2 separate regions of the Ovis aries genome follow, and region 2 is linked to region 1. Evidence: chromatin contacts called from public Hi-C data. All regions are on one chromosome and are shown on one strand. The core of a region is the stretch at or near the end of the contact, and the rest is flanking DNA. Distances in the headings are between cores, read along the strand shown. Region 1 overlaps OXNAD1 (oxidoreductase NAD binding domain containing 1). Region 2 has its middle 41 kb from the start of RFTN1.

What was found. Hi-C and Micro-C count contacts between places; a contact is called where the count stands out from the background.
Region 2: a contact with region 1 is called in a Hi-C map of liver, with 5 times the contacts expected there. The contact joins two enhancer-like sites. A contact is called at or near these places in 8 of 16 Hi-C or Micro-C datasets (blood, hypothalamus, liver and 3 more).

The regions. Positions count from the first base shown.
Region 1 is chr1:274,315,770-274,322,353 of ARS-UI_Ramb_v3.0, forward strand. OXNAD1 (oxidoreductase NAD binding domain containing 1) reads left to right here. Exons shown (of 9, transcript XM_042238727.1): 5 at 5,139-5,245. Among named protein-coding and RNA genes, the nearest start is that of OXNAD1, 23 kb to the left of the region's middle. Within about 2 kb of position 4,077, at least 4 of the 54 cell types and tissues checked have an H3K27ac peak or open chromatin away from gene starts, as enhancers often do. A contact at or near this core is called in liver, where this site is marked.
Region 2 is chr1:274,625,852-274,632,435 of ARS-UI_Ramb_v3.0, forward strand. No RefSeq gene overlaps it. Among named protein-coding and RNA genes, the nearest start is that of RFTN1, 41 kb to the left of the region's middle. Within about 2 kb of position 4,135, at least 5 of the 54 cell types and tissues checked have an H3K27ac peak or open chromatin away from gene starts, as enhancers often do. A contact at or near this core is called in liver, where this site is marked.

The DNA of each region.
Region 1 (6,584 bases), core at 2,827-5,326:
TGCTGGCGGCTCAGCCACTGACGAGGTCCTGCAGGTGGCAGAGTGTGCGCTCTTGGCTCACCCAGTGATTAGCTTCCGCAAACCCGCCTCTTGTCCTCAGATTCCTGCTCATCAGGTCGCTCCGGCCTCAGTTGGAATCATTTCTCTGGGTCTTGGAGCCCTTATGTGTAAGGTGACACGCTATCCTTGGCAAGGACTGAATGTTCCTTCAGCCCTGGAACGCTCTCTGCCCCAATTGTTTTTGTCTCAGGTTGTCTCCAGGCCTAGCTGGGTCTCACTTTTTAAGCCAGCAAAAGAATGAATGGGCGTGGATGGGGGAAGGCAGCCGGGTTTCCCAGAGAAAGGCCCGTTTCCTGCAGAGACTTCTGTGGCAGCAGGAACCTCAAAATACCATCCACAGAACCTTTCAGTCAGTAGGATGGCGTTTCCTTGTAGGTGCTGACTCCGTCAAAGCATGAAAAATGTGTGCTACTGAGAGCTGGCTTGTTGTTTTGTTGAGCAGTAGAAGAGTTTTTTTTATGGGAAACTTCATTTCCTGCCATGTGTTTTAACTTAGGACGTTGCTGGTTGAGGTTTCAGTTGTGGAATCTTCTGGTTCATTGAGTATGAGAACAAGTACAAATGTTAAAATATATAGTTTCTCCATCACGTTTTCCCTTTTCACTAAAAGTAGAGAAAGAATAACATAACCAGAGCCATGATTGCAGATCTTAATTACATGAAATTGTTTTTAGAATAAAAGTGATATGGCCTTCAAAAAGATTTTGCTAGTATTTTTCACTCTGCGTCACCAGGAATCTGTTTATAGTGAACAGTATTTGTATTGAGAAAATAAAATGTTAAGAGGGAGACGTGTTTAAAAATCAGGGATTGTGCAAGGTAGTTTGCATTTTTGCCCAGATTATTTAGACTAATCGCCACAGGAATGTTGCCTTTTATAGTAATATAAGTAGGCAAAAAGCGTCTGGGGACGTTTTCATGAAGGCTATCCAAATGAAAAGTGGACCTTTCCAGTAGGAGGCGTAACTTCATTCCCTTCTTCATTGAATTCTTTATTTGGACTTTGGCAAACAAACTGTTGTTGATGGTATTTTAGATGGTCTGGCGTTTGCTGACTGAGCAAGCTTGTGTTTCAGCTCAGGTTCTCTGCGCCTCCACGCCACCCCCCACCCCTCCCGGCCCATGACATGAATGTCACTCCCCTGCCACCAGGTGACTCTTTAGGATGTGTTTAAAGCTTGCACTTACCTAGATTTTAATGAATCTGACAGAAGCCCTTTAAACTGTTACAGGTGAAATAATCGAGCTCTTGGCTGTTTTCACAGATTATTATACTGAAAGAAAATAATGAAAACAAATGTTTCTCTTTTGTAAACCTGTCCTACTGAAGAGTCCTGTCCCACTGAAAAGATCCCCGTCTTCCCCGCCCTCTCCTGTGTTTTGAATATGAACTAGGCCAGGCTTTCTTCAACGGTCTCCCACCTCCTTTCTTCTTTCTGTTTTGACCATAAAAAGCTCCTGAATTTCTACTAACCTTTGTTTCAGAAACCAGTTTTAGGTCACTTTGAGTTAGAGTTTTGCTCCATTCTACAAATATTTACTGACTCTTGACTGTGCATTTAGCCCTGAGCTCAAGGTTGGGAGTTGATCTAGATATCGGTTCTGTCCCCTCCTACCTGCCGGAGGCTTGTGGTCTGTGTGTGGAAAAGATATGTTTATGAATATTTCCATTTACATAAAACGTGCTAAGTGGGATAGACAGGTGGAAACGACAGAAGTTCAGGCGAGAAGAGTGGGATTCCTGGCTCAGGGTGGTGGTGGGTGAGCCGGGGGAGAAGGCTTGAGGGGAGCTCATGGAGCGGGCTCCAGGATGAGCCAGGCTGTGTGTGCCTGTGCCCAATGTGGGTTTGACATGCTGAGTCCCGGGTGGACCCAGAACGGAAGCCCCAGCTGCGGGAGGCGGCTGCTTTGGCAGGGCCCCTGAGTGAGGCACAGCCTTCTCCACCTCAGCCCCGCTGGGGCCAGGCCCTGGGCTCCAGAAGGGTTGTGGAAGGAAGGAGCGTGGTGGGTTTAGTCGTGCTTGTCGGTGACTTTGCCTTTGGGACAGAGCTCTCAGGCGGCCAAGGGCTGGGCAGACCTGGGCATGACTCTGGGCTCAGCCATGCCCAAGTGCTCGTGAGCACATCACCGACCCTTTCTGTTTGCTCTTCTGCAGAATGGAGGGTAATAGTCCTGTCTCTTGGGGTGGAATGTGGTTGTCCGTATTAGCTGCGTGAATTAATGTGCATTAAGTGTCTGCCTCAGAACCCGGAGTGCTCCTGCGCTGGGTGCCCCTCAGGTGCTGGCTGTCATCACGGAGAGTGCAGCTGTGAGCTGGCAGTTGGCAGAAAAGGAAAGCCGCGTCGGGGTGAAGGGACAGTAGCTTTGGGAGTGCTTGAGGGCCTTGGCCCGGGGGCGGAGAGTGAGCAGGGGTGAGGCTCCTGGTCAGGAGTGGGAGGAGGAGCAGAGAAGGGTCAGGGGGATGAGGTCAGGGAGGCAGGGGGGCGGGGGAGTTCTGTGTCCCATGTGCCAGGCAAGGAGGAGGCCTCGGGACGTGCAGAGGAAGTCGGAAGTGTCCGATTCAGAGCGATCAGGGAGGCTGAGAACTGAGGCGGGGCGTTGAGTGTGGTTGTCGGAGAAGATGCCCCCCAGCCCTGGGGGAGGTCACAGGAGGGCAGCAGCCAGGTGGCCGTGGGCACCGAGAGTGTCGGGGAGCAGGGACGGTTTTGTTGGATAGAAGAGTGTCAGTAGATTCTGGGTTAAAGGCTGGGTTTCCAAAATAAAGACAGTATGGCTTTTAAGTTGATTCTAAGCAAAATAACGTGGAGACTGTGGTTCCAAGGCCACCGGGCTGCCCATGAGAACCGCCGCCTGGCGTTGGGTGCTCGGCCTTCAAGGCCCTGTGTGGCGGCAGCAATGGTGTGACCTGTGCAGTGGTGCATGGATCGAGTATAAGATTGCCCTGTAATGGCAGATACACACTGGTGGACTCGTTACCATTAATGTAGTAAGCTACAGTCGACGCTTACTGAGCACTTCCTCAGGGGCAGCAGTGCTGCTCACACAGGCTTTGCGTGAGGCGCCCCTCCCGCCAGCTCTGTGAGGGGCGAACACTGTTCTTGTCACCGAGCTGAGGGGCCGGGCTCACACGTGTGCCCAGGCTCACACGGCTGGCCCATGGTGGAGCCAGGCTGCGGCAGCTGCACTGTGGCTGTGGGGCCCTGGCTGCAAACAGCCATCCTCTGCTGCTTCCTTTTGTCGGCTGAGTTGTTGAGGAGGGACCGCTAGCATCGGGCATCGTGTCTGATGAGTTGGAGGATCTGGGGCACAGGCTGGACGTGAGGGAAGGCTGGTGGGAGCTGAGTGAGGCGGCCTTTCAGGCAGGGTGAGTGGGGCTGGGATCACAGAGGCGCAGGCAGAGGCTCCGCAGGGCAGAGCCAACCTGACTTGCTCTCAGGGACAGGAGAGAGGGCTGGTCAGAACGCTGAGAAAGGTCCTCAGTGGCGGGGGTTTTACAGGAGCACGAGAAAGCCAGCACCTTTTCAGAGGTGCTTTGCGGTCGGGGAGACCACCAGCATCTGGAGAACTTTCCTGTGGAATTTTAGGAGTTGTCTCCCACTGCTCGTTTGACTAGACTTGGTCCTACTGGAGAAAAGGGGCTGGATGAGGTCACATTCGTTGGAAGGACTGATGTTGAAGCTGAAACTCCAGTCAGTACTTTGGCCACCTGATGCGAAGAACTGACTCATTGGAAAAGACCCCGATGCTGGGAAAGATTGAAGACGGGAGGAGAAGGGGACGACAGGGTGAGATGGTTGGATGGCATCACCAACTCGACGGACATGAGTTTGGGTGGACTCTGGGAGTTGGTGATGGACAGGGAGGGCTGGCGTGCTGTGGTCCATGGGGTTGCAGAGTCGAACATGTTGGAGCAACTGAACTGAAACTCCCATTAGGAAGGGAGGCCCCCTGACCTTGACCGAGCCCAGGGGCGCCCCCTGGTGGAGCTGAAAAGGTAACACAGGCAGAAAGGCTGTATTTGAACGCCTGCTGCTGGTGGGATTTGCTGCCAGAAGTGGAGCCCAGAGCGGTAGGAGGCGGGGAGTCTTACTGTCTTCTCTCTGCTGTTGTGAAGAAGTCCCAGCTCTGGGCGGAGGAAGCAACAAGGAACGGCGGAAGTAGAACCACGCGGAGCGAATGTGGGGCGTGGGTGACACTGAACTGAGGAGAGCCTGACTCAGGCCTTCTTAGGATTTTCTGAAAATCAGACACGTCAGTTAAAACAGTGCTTCTCTGGCGACCTGTAGCAAAAGGCTGTTTTCGTTGCTGTTTGAAGGTTGTGAACTGTTTATATCTTGTAAAATACAATAAAAATGAACTGGAAAAGATAAATGAAGGAAACAGAGACACAGGGAGCACACACCCAATTTGTTGTCTGTTGTCAGAGTCAACAGAGACACAGTTTACTCTTTGAAATTGCTAAACACAAAGTTTCTAAGTGTTTGCTTTTCATTTCTGAAATCAGCGTGACTTGGACTTAGGCAGGCTTAGGACAAACACAGGCTTGCGGCTGACCATGGCTCTCATTAGCGTGCTTGCTCCAGAGCAGTCAGGCTGCAGGCAGGGCCCACGGGGCTGGCGGGGGGGGCGGGGGGGCTCTTTCCAGAGCGCCCAGCCCGGTGCTGGCACACGCTGCACACTCAGCAAATATGCGCTTGTTAAACAGTCCCCTCAAGAGAGTTTCTATACGCAGAATAAAATTCAATGAGTATGATAGCAAGTCTCCCCAAATAATTGAAGTTTGTTCATCTGGTGGTAGGCAGAATTCTGAAGCAAAGTATGCTTTACCTTGTTTTACAATTTTTGAAAACCACATCTTTGTGGAGTAAAAAAAAAATAATGCAGTTACTAGAAAGCCAGTTTGTTTCCGAGTTGAGCACCCCTATGGACATGAGTCTGAGTGAACTCCGGGAGTTGGTGATGGACAGGGAGGCCTGGTGTGCTGCGATTCATGGGGTCGCAAAGAGTCGGACACGACTGAGTGACTGAACTGAGCTGAGCTGAACGGAACCTCAGGCAGCATCATCTTTTGGTTCCAGGTCGTTTCGGCAGCCAAGGTGTGTGGAGTAGCCAGCGAGTCCCCGTCGGTGAAGAGGCTCCGCCTGCTCATCGCGGATAAAGACTTTTCTTTTAAGGCCGGCCAGTGGTAAGTGGCTCTTCTGTTTTTTTAGCATGTGTGGTCAAGGTGCCATCAGACACCAGAGCTGCTTTTTCCTTCTTGGAAGTACTTCTGTGACTGCTGTTTCTCCCGGGGAAGAGGAATTCTAGGGTGTCTCCCTTTAGCCTGAGCCTCTTCCTGGCATGGAGAACCTGACTCCTTTCCTAGCCTCAGGGCCCACCTTGGTTCTGAGCCCCGGAGCCTCTCAGCTGTAGATGAACGTTGCTGCCTTGAGTTTCCAGAGGGAGGCAGAGCGGTGAGTCGTAGTCCGGACCCGACAACTCTGACAGCTGGTTCTGCTCCGCAGGCCTGGCTGCCGATAGAGTGCACTGCAGTCGTCTTCTCTGCCTCCCTTACGTGTTGCTGGGGGTGGATACATTTCTAAAAAATCAGCCTTTATGTCAAACGCCTAGTAAACGCAGAAGTCTGAAACTGGTTATGGCAACCAGTCTTGTCGCAGAGGTGCCCACCCTCTCTCCTGAATTCTGCAATCTTCACGCCTTGTCTGGGTTGAGTTGAAATAGCTTTTGCAGAATTTGTTAGCAGGACCCTCCCCCTGCATTGGACCCAGCCTGCGTCGTGCTCATGGCCGAGGGCTGGTCAGTATGCTGACGGGGGAGCAGCCCAGCTGTCCCAGTGTTCCTGCGAAGGGCCTCACTGAGTGGCTGTGGAATTTGGATAGTAAAGAGCGCAACCCGTATTTCCTTAGGAAAGGTGTGTTTGGGTGTCTGTTTCCTTTATTTAAATCCAGCTTTCATTTCTAAATGAGTTTCTGGCATGTCAATCTTGGTCGTCTTTCTTAGGAGCCACTTGACTAATTTTGGCAGTCCATCTGGAAATGTGGTTTTGTTAGGAGGAGGATGTGTGATAATAGCAAGAGTTAGCAGGCTTGTGTTAATAGTTTGCTTTGAATTTAGAACCAGAAAACAAGATGCTGATTGCAATAATTTGCGCTTGTGAAGCAATTTACTGCAATCTTTGCACATGTTCAGTGATACATATTAAGTGCATTTGGGCTGTTTCGAGGGGGGGTTGGCAACGTTTTTGCCCTTCAAAACTAGTTTAGCAGTTATTGCGTTGAAATGTGCAAACTCCATTTATAAGGATCTGCCTTTCCACGTTTCTCTCGGGGAGGCGTTTGTGGCCTGTGCACACCGTTATCTGTGTGCCTTCCGCTTGGAATGGTGCCGACTCTGACCCCGGTGTCCTGATTAGAGAAAGCTGTGCCTTGGTTATCCTGCTGCTCCCGCGGTGTGCGTGCGAGTATAGTAAGAAAACGTCATCATCTCCTAGTGATATGCACAGAAATAGGGTCTCCCCCTGAGCC
Region 2 (6,584 bases), core at 2,885-5,384, 310 kb after region 1:
CCCACCCCAGGCAGATTTCCAGGGGGGACGCCTCTCCTGGTCCAGACAAGTGGGAGAGCCCCCTGGGGGCAGGTGGCCCCCCAGGCCTTGGGGCTGAGAGGGCTGGGAGCAGGGGACCTAGAGCTGCCAAGGTGTGATTCCTGTTGTGTCTTTTCTCTAGTTCAGTAAAGCCAAGTTTGACACACAGACACACAAAGAAAAAACTCGATTATTTAACCAGTGAAGTTGCTCAGTCGTGCCTGACTCTTTGTGATCCCATGGACTGTAACCCACCAGGCTCCTCCATCCATGGAATTTTCCAGGCCAGAGTAGTGGACTGGGTTGCCATTTCCTTCTCCAGGGATCTTCCAAAACCAGGGATTGAACCGAGGTCTCCTGCATTGCAGGCAGATTCTTTACCCTCTGAGCTACTAGGGAAGCCCAGTTATTTAGAGTTTCCACTAATTTAAGCTTTCCTTCTCACAGACAAGCCCCTTTTAAAATAGCCCTTGAGTCATTAGTATTTTCATAAATGTTACAATAATGAAGGCTACTTCATTTGTATGACACTCCTCAAAATATTTTCATGATTATTACCTTATCCAGTTTCTACCTCCACAAGGGATACAAGGTATATAAATTATTCCATTTCACAGAGGAAGAACCTGACTTTCAAGGAACTTATCCCAAGTCAAATGACCAGTGATTGTCCCATCTTCTTTCTTTTATAGTTCCCATGGCCCCTATTCTTGCATATATTTACACACACATTCGTAATTCACTTCTTATTACTGTTCCGCAAGCACATCCAAAATATGAAACTATAGAGGAAATCAATGCCAAGTCTATTCACCAGCAAACACTTACTGAGCCCTGATGTGTCAGCAAGGAAACAGGCTGAGCTGCTATAACAAAGAGCTCCCAAGCACAATGACTCAAACAAAATAGAGTTTGTTTTTCTCTCGTATGACCATCTAAGGTAGAGGTCAATGCAGGGCGGTTCATCCAGGGACCCAGGTTCATTTGAGCTTGCCCAGCTTCTAGAGCAGAGATGCCCCAGTTTTCCTGGTCCACAGCTCCTGTACCATCTCAGGAATTTCTCACCACACCTATAGGTCAAAAGAAATAATCTATAATTTGTTTATTAATCAGTTAGTTTCAAATAATTTAATAATTATGTCTCTCAACAACTTAGTAGCGACTTGAAAAAATAATACAAATACATCAAAATAAGCAATAATATTTTAATTTCATTTTAAAACACCGCAGTTTCTTAATCATGGGCTATGTGAGCCTGTTGGGCACTGGATGATTTCTCAGACCCTGGACTCAGATTGGATACAAACATTGTCATTTCCTAATCCACATTAATTTTCACAAAGTCATGATCTGAAACCCAGCTTCACAAAGACACGAGGTCATAATCTAAAGTTGAGACACATGCTATCCTGAGCTAGAAATTTTATTCAATATCTGAGAGTGAGTGAAAGTGAGTGAAGTCGCTCAGTTGTGTCCAGCTCTTTGCGACTCCGTGGACTGTAGCCTGCCAGGCTCCTCTGTCTATGGGATTTTCCAGGCAAGAGTACTGGAGTGGGTTGCCATTTCCTTCTCCAGAAGATCTTCCCAACCCAGGGATCAAACCTGAGTCTCCCACATTGCAGGCAGATGCTTGACCGTCTGAGCCACCAGGGAAGTCTGAGAAGTTCACACACCTCCCTTAGAAATCCAGACTCTCCTGCGGCACCGCCACACATGCACTGGGGCACCAATTTGAGAACCACTGCCTTAGCGACTTGTCCTTGGCCCTCTGGCCGCATGAGTCACGCGCTGCACCTAGACACGGCTTCTCCTGGGGGGCAACATCCTCCAACCTCCCTGGCAATCGCTTCCAGACGCCTCACATTACACTTCATCCTAAGGGTCACACCAGGCGTGAGTGCCGATGAATTTCCCGGCACTGTCCTTGCTGCCGTTCCTCCACAGCAAAACTGACCCCGTTCACAAATCCACGGTGGCGATTTCTAGGGGTCTGCTTGCGCTCTAAAATGACCTGCATCCTCCAACCCTGTCCTCCTGTGTGGCACAGAGAAGACTGTCAGCTGGACTGAATTATAAGGGGAGAATGAGTCCTCTCTGCTTGGCAAGTGTTCCGTCCAAAACAGGAAACAATGTACACGGCGGGAATGGCAGGTTGTGGAGGAGAACCACTCTAATTAGAGCCAAATGTCTTGGAGAGACATCCCGGGCTCTCCTGGGGGAGATCGGAACCACTCGGCATCCCAAGAACTGCTTGGTGTTGGTGTGAGCAGTGCAGCCCCCAAGCAAGAGGGGGTAGGAGGGGGTGCAAGTCCAAGTCTTTGTTTGGCTGTGACTGAATTTGATTTCTGTTTCAATCCCCACCCGGCACTAGGTGATGGAAACAAAATTGCAGCCATTTCTGGGGTTCCTATGATATCACACTGAACAACATGAAATTACAGCTGTTTGATCATTTCTAAACAACAACAACAAAAATAACCGTGATTGTGTATGGTTCTAGTGTAATTCGGTTCCTGGGGCTGTTTCTACACTCCAGGGCTCACACGGTAACAGAGCATGTGGGGAACTGTGGGGACCATAGGCAGGGGTCGCCTGTTCCCTGGTCAGCGTGCACTCTGCTGGGGCCCTGAGAGGTCCTCGCTGTCCTAGGCTGTCCGTCCCTGGTCCATGCAGAGCTCCACCTCCTTGCTCTGTCTCCAAGGCTGCTGTGAGGTTTGTGGTCCCCCCATGCCCCTTGGGTACATGTGAAATATATGTGCCAAGCCGCCTTTCTCAGTGAGATGTATGAACACCCAGACTCTCCTGGACCCTAAGCCCTTCTCTTTGTTTTCCCCGATGGCTCAGAGGGTAAAGAATCTGCCTGCAAGAGATGCAGGTTCGATCCCTGGATCAGAAGAGGAGGAAATGGCAACCCATTCCAGTATACTTGCCTGGAGAATCCCATGGACAGAGGAGCCTGGGGGGCTCCAGACTACACTCCAGTCTTACTCATGGACAGAGGAGCCTGGGAGGCTCCAGGCTACACTCCAGTCTTACTTACAAAGAGTAAAACATGACTGAACAGAAGAAGCATGAGCAAGCCTCTCTCTTCCCCGATCTCTGCAATCTCAGTTATCCTTCCAAGCTTCTTGTTTCTGGCATAAACTTAGAGCTTTCATTCTTTGGTGCTCCAGTTCAGTTTCCTGCCAGGGATGGTGCCCACACCCGCTGCATGGAAGCATGGAGTGTTAACCACTGGACTGCCAGGAAGTCCCAGAGAGCTCTGCTTTTTAAGCTCCAACATCCCTAACGCCCTGGTGTGGGAGACAGAAAACGTCTGTGCCTACTTTTATTTCCGAGCATCCCTCCTCTGAGCCAGCAGGTGCCCCCAGGGCAGTCTGGGCAGGAGGATGTCCTCGGGGTGAAACAATCACAAAAGTTCCTATCGATGTATCTACCCTGCTGTGCAGCGGGGTGCCGAGCCCCTTCACGCCTTGCCTTATCCGGACGCACAGAAAAACCCCTGTCGGCGGGTCAGGAGAATGAGTGAGAGTCTTCCTTCTCACTCCCAAGCCGTGCATCCCTGGGCAAGTCACTCAAGCTCTCTCTGAACTTTCCTCAGGCCCTCGGAGTCAGAAAACCTACCGCCAACAGACCCAGAGCTCGTACTCTGTCAAAGATATCTACTCAGAGGGAAAATATTCTTTGCAGATTCTTTGAAAATGGAACTACTTCCTGGTGCATTAGGAGCTAACAAGACTGGAAGTAAATACACATGTGTAAATTATATCAAATGAAAATATAAACTTATATAAAATAAATATATGTGCGTACTCTGGCGCTGTTATCTTTGAAACCATCTGTTTACCCTTCTTTTCCCCCTCCTTCATCCCCACTGACCAGCCTGAATGAAAGCAGAAACGAAAGCAGAAACGAAGCCCGTTTGTGGCTGGACCCCTGCCTGTTTGGATTGCAGGTGTGGTGAGACGCCCGCTTTCCCGCTGGGCTGTATTCCTGTTTATTCCTGAACGCATGGTCTCTCCAATTGGCAACGACTTTCTCTTTGTTATGTTTACCTTCCTTTCGGAGGCCAGCCCAGACTCCTGGGCGGATTCATTTCCCATTGAATTACCAGAATAGGGCAAAATCTGATAGGACGGCCAGCGTGGAAGAAAGCCTGCTTCCCAGGCCCTCGCACGAGGGGCCCGTCCCCGCAGCAGCGTTAGCAGGCCGGGGGCTGAGGGCTGGAAGCGGACGTCCTGTCCCCCGCCCCAGCATTCTCCCCACCCCACCCCGGGGCCGAGGCATTGTCCTCCGAGCTCTCACGGCCCAGACTGGGGGGGCGGCCAGGGTGGTGAGGCTGGAAGGACCCCCTAACAGAAACAGCCCCTGCTTCCAGGCCAAATGCCCACCTGACAGTCCCCTTCTTAGGGCGCCTCTGCCCGCAGTCCTTTTAAAGAGGAAATACTCCAGGAATAGGCTGAAGCATGGAGCAGGTTTAAACCACGGGCTTCGCACACCCTACCTCTGCGGAGACAGGAAGCGCTGAGCTCTAGTAACCGAGCGTCCATAAGGGGCCCTGAGGTCACACAGCTTTGCCCAGGCCCAGCCTGAGATGGGGGAGGGAGGGATGGCCAGGACAGATGTTTCTCTGGGCCACAGAGCTGGTGCCTCACTAAAGGGCCGGCTTCAGGCTGACCTCTCGTCATGAATGTGCCCCTGTTTCTGACCTCAGTGTCCTAAGACCATGCACTTTCCAAAGATGTGAGTCTGGAGAAATCCCTTCACTTCCATCTAAACCTTTCTCCATCTCTAAAATGAAAGTGTTAAACCCATCCCCCCGAGAATTGTTTTGAAGGTGAAGTGAGATAAAATCTGCGTCTAACGGTTTTATGATTTGTAAAACATCATGTGAATAAAGAGTCTTTTCTGACTCATCTTAGAATCCTTTGGAAGAGATCTTAAATTCTTTACCTTCAGCCTCTCTGAAATCAGGAATGCTAGACACAAGGTCAACTACCCTCTGCTTGAATCCTTCGTGTGCTGGGAAACTCCCTACCTTTCTCTAACAAGAAACTCACTCCCACAAGCTTTCTGACCAAAGCTGGCTTTTTGTGAAGCCGCAGTCACCTCACAGACGTTCCAGAGTCATTGCAGGGCGATCACCGTGTAGATTCAGTGGCCATCTCCGTTCAGTTCAGTCGCTCAGTCGTGTCTGGCTCTTTGCGACCCCGTGGACTGCAGCACGCCAGGCCTCCCTGTCCATCACCAACTCCCGGAGCTTGCTCAAACTCATGCCCATTGAGTCAGTGATGCTGTCCAGCCATCTTATCCTCTGCCGTCCCCTTCTCCTCCCGATTCAGTGATCAGGCCCTTACAGATATGTGTCTCAGATTCTGAAGTGAATGGCTTTCATCTGCCTTTTAGAAGGTGAAGTGTGTGTGGTTTTGTTTTCATTACCAGAAATACGTTAAAATGGGCTTGGGGGCAGGGTGTAGAAAGATGGAAGGAAAAGGAAAATTCACAAGGTCCCAGGCAGTACACCCCCCGTCTGAACATGGAGTAAAAGGATTTGTCCCGAGATGCCCTCTCTCTGGTCACTTGGAGAGCCTGCCTGAGACACTTTGGTAGAAACCTGCGCCCGCTTCTCTTTAGCCAGGACAGTTCAATGACACTAAAATATCAGGGAGAGCCCTAACATGAATCACCGCTATAAGGTGCTGCCCAGGACACCAGTGTGTGTCCCCAAAGTCAAGAGCTTTGTTGAACTACAGTTTCAGCACAAAGGTAAAGCAGCTTTTTCTTCGGGATTTAGGATTTGGCAAGCATGTGAAATTAAGCACCACTTTGGGGAATTTTTATATAGGGAGACTAGGATTTTATGAGTGTTGGGGCTTACAGTTTAAATCTGTAATCACGGTGAACACGCCAAGGTCAGGCTACAGTCACGTGTGCCCGTGTGATCCGCAGAGGGAAACAGAGGCAGGAGAGAAGTTGGCAGACGGGGTTTTGCAAATAGCTATGCAACAGAATTTCAAAATCTCCTGTCTATGCTGCAGCGTGTCCTAGAAGGAATCAAAGAGAAGGCTTAGGAGAAATCTTAAGGGCATGGAATCACCAGGGAAAGGGGAGATATCACTGACCTTGAGCTTCACAGAGGCTAATGGGAATTCTGCAGAAGCTGTTGGTCACCAACCCAGTAGCCATGCCCTAGCCCTTGGTTAACAGATAGGGACTTACCTGGTGGTCCAGTGGTTATGACTTTGCCTTCCAATGCAGGGGGTGTGGGATCTAAGTTGATCCCTGGTTGGGGAGCTAAGATCCCATATGCCTTGTGACAAAAACACCAAAAGATAAAAAGAGCCAGCATTATAACAAATTCAGTAAAGACTTTAAAAATGGTCAATATTGAAAAACAAACCCAGGAAAACTGATTCTGTTCAGGAATGGAGCAGCAACAGGTTCTGGGAGGGTGGCCCAATGGGGGTGTCAAGATGCAAGTCTTGATTCGTCCCTGTCCCAGACTGTAGTTCTGTACACCTTGTCAGTGACTGGTTGAAGACAGGGCACTTGACATAATTCTGGCC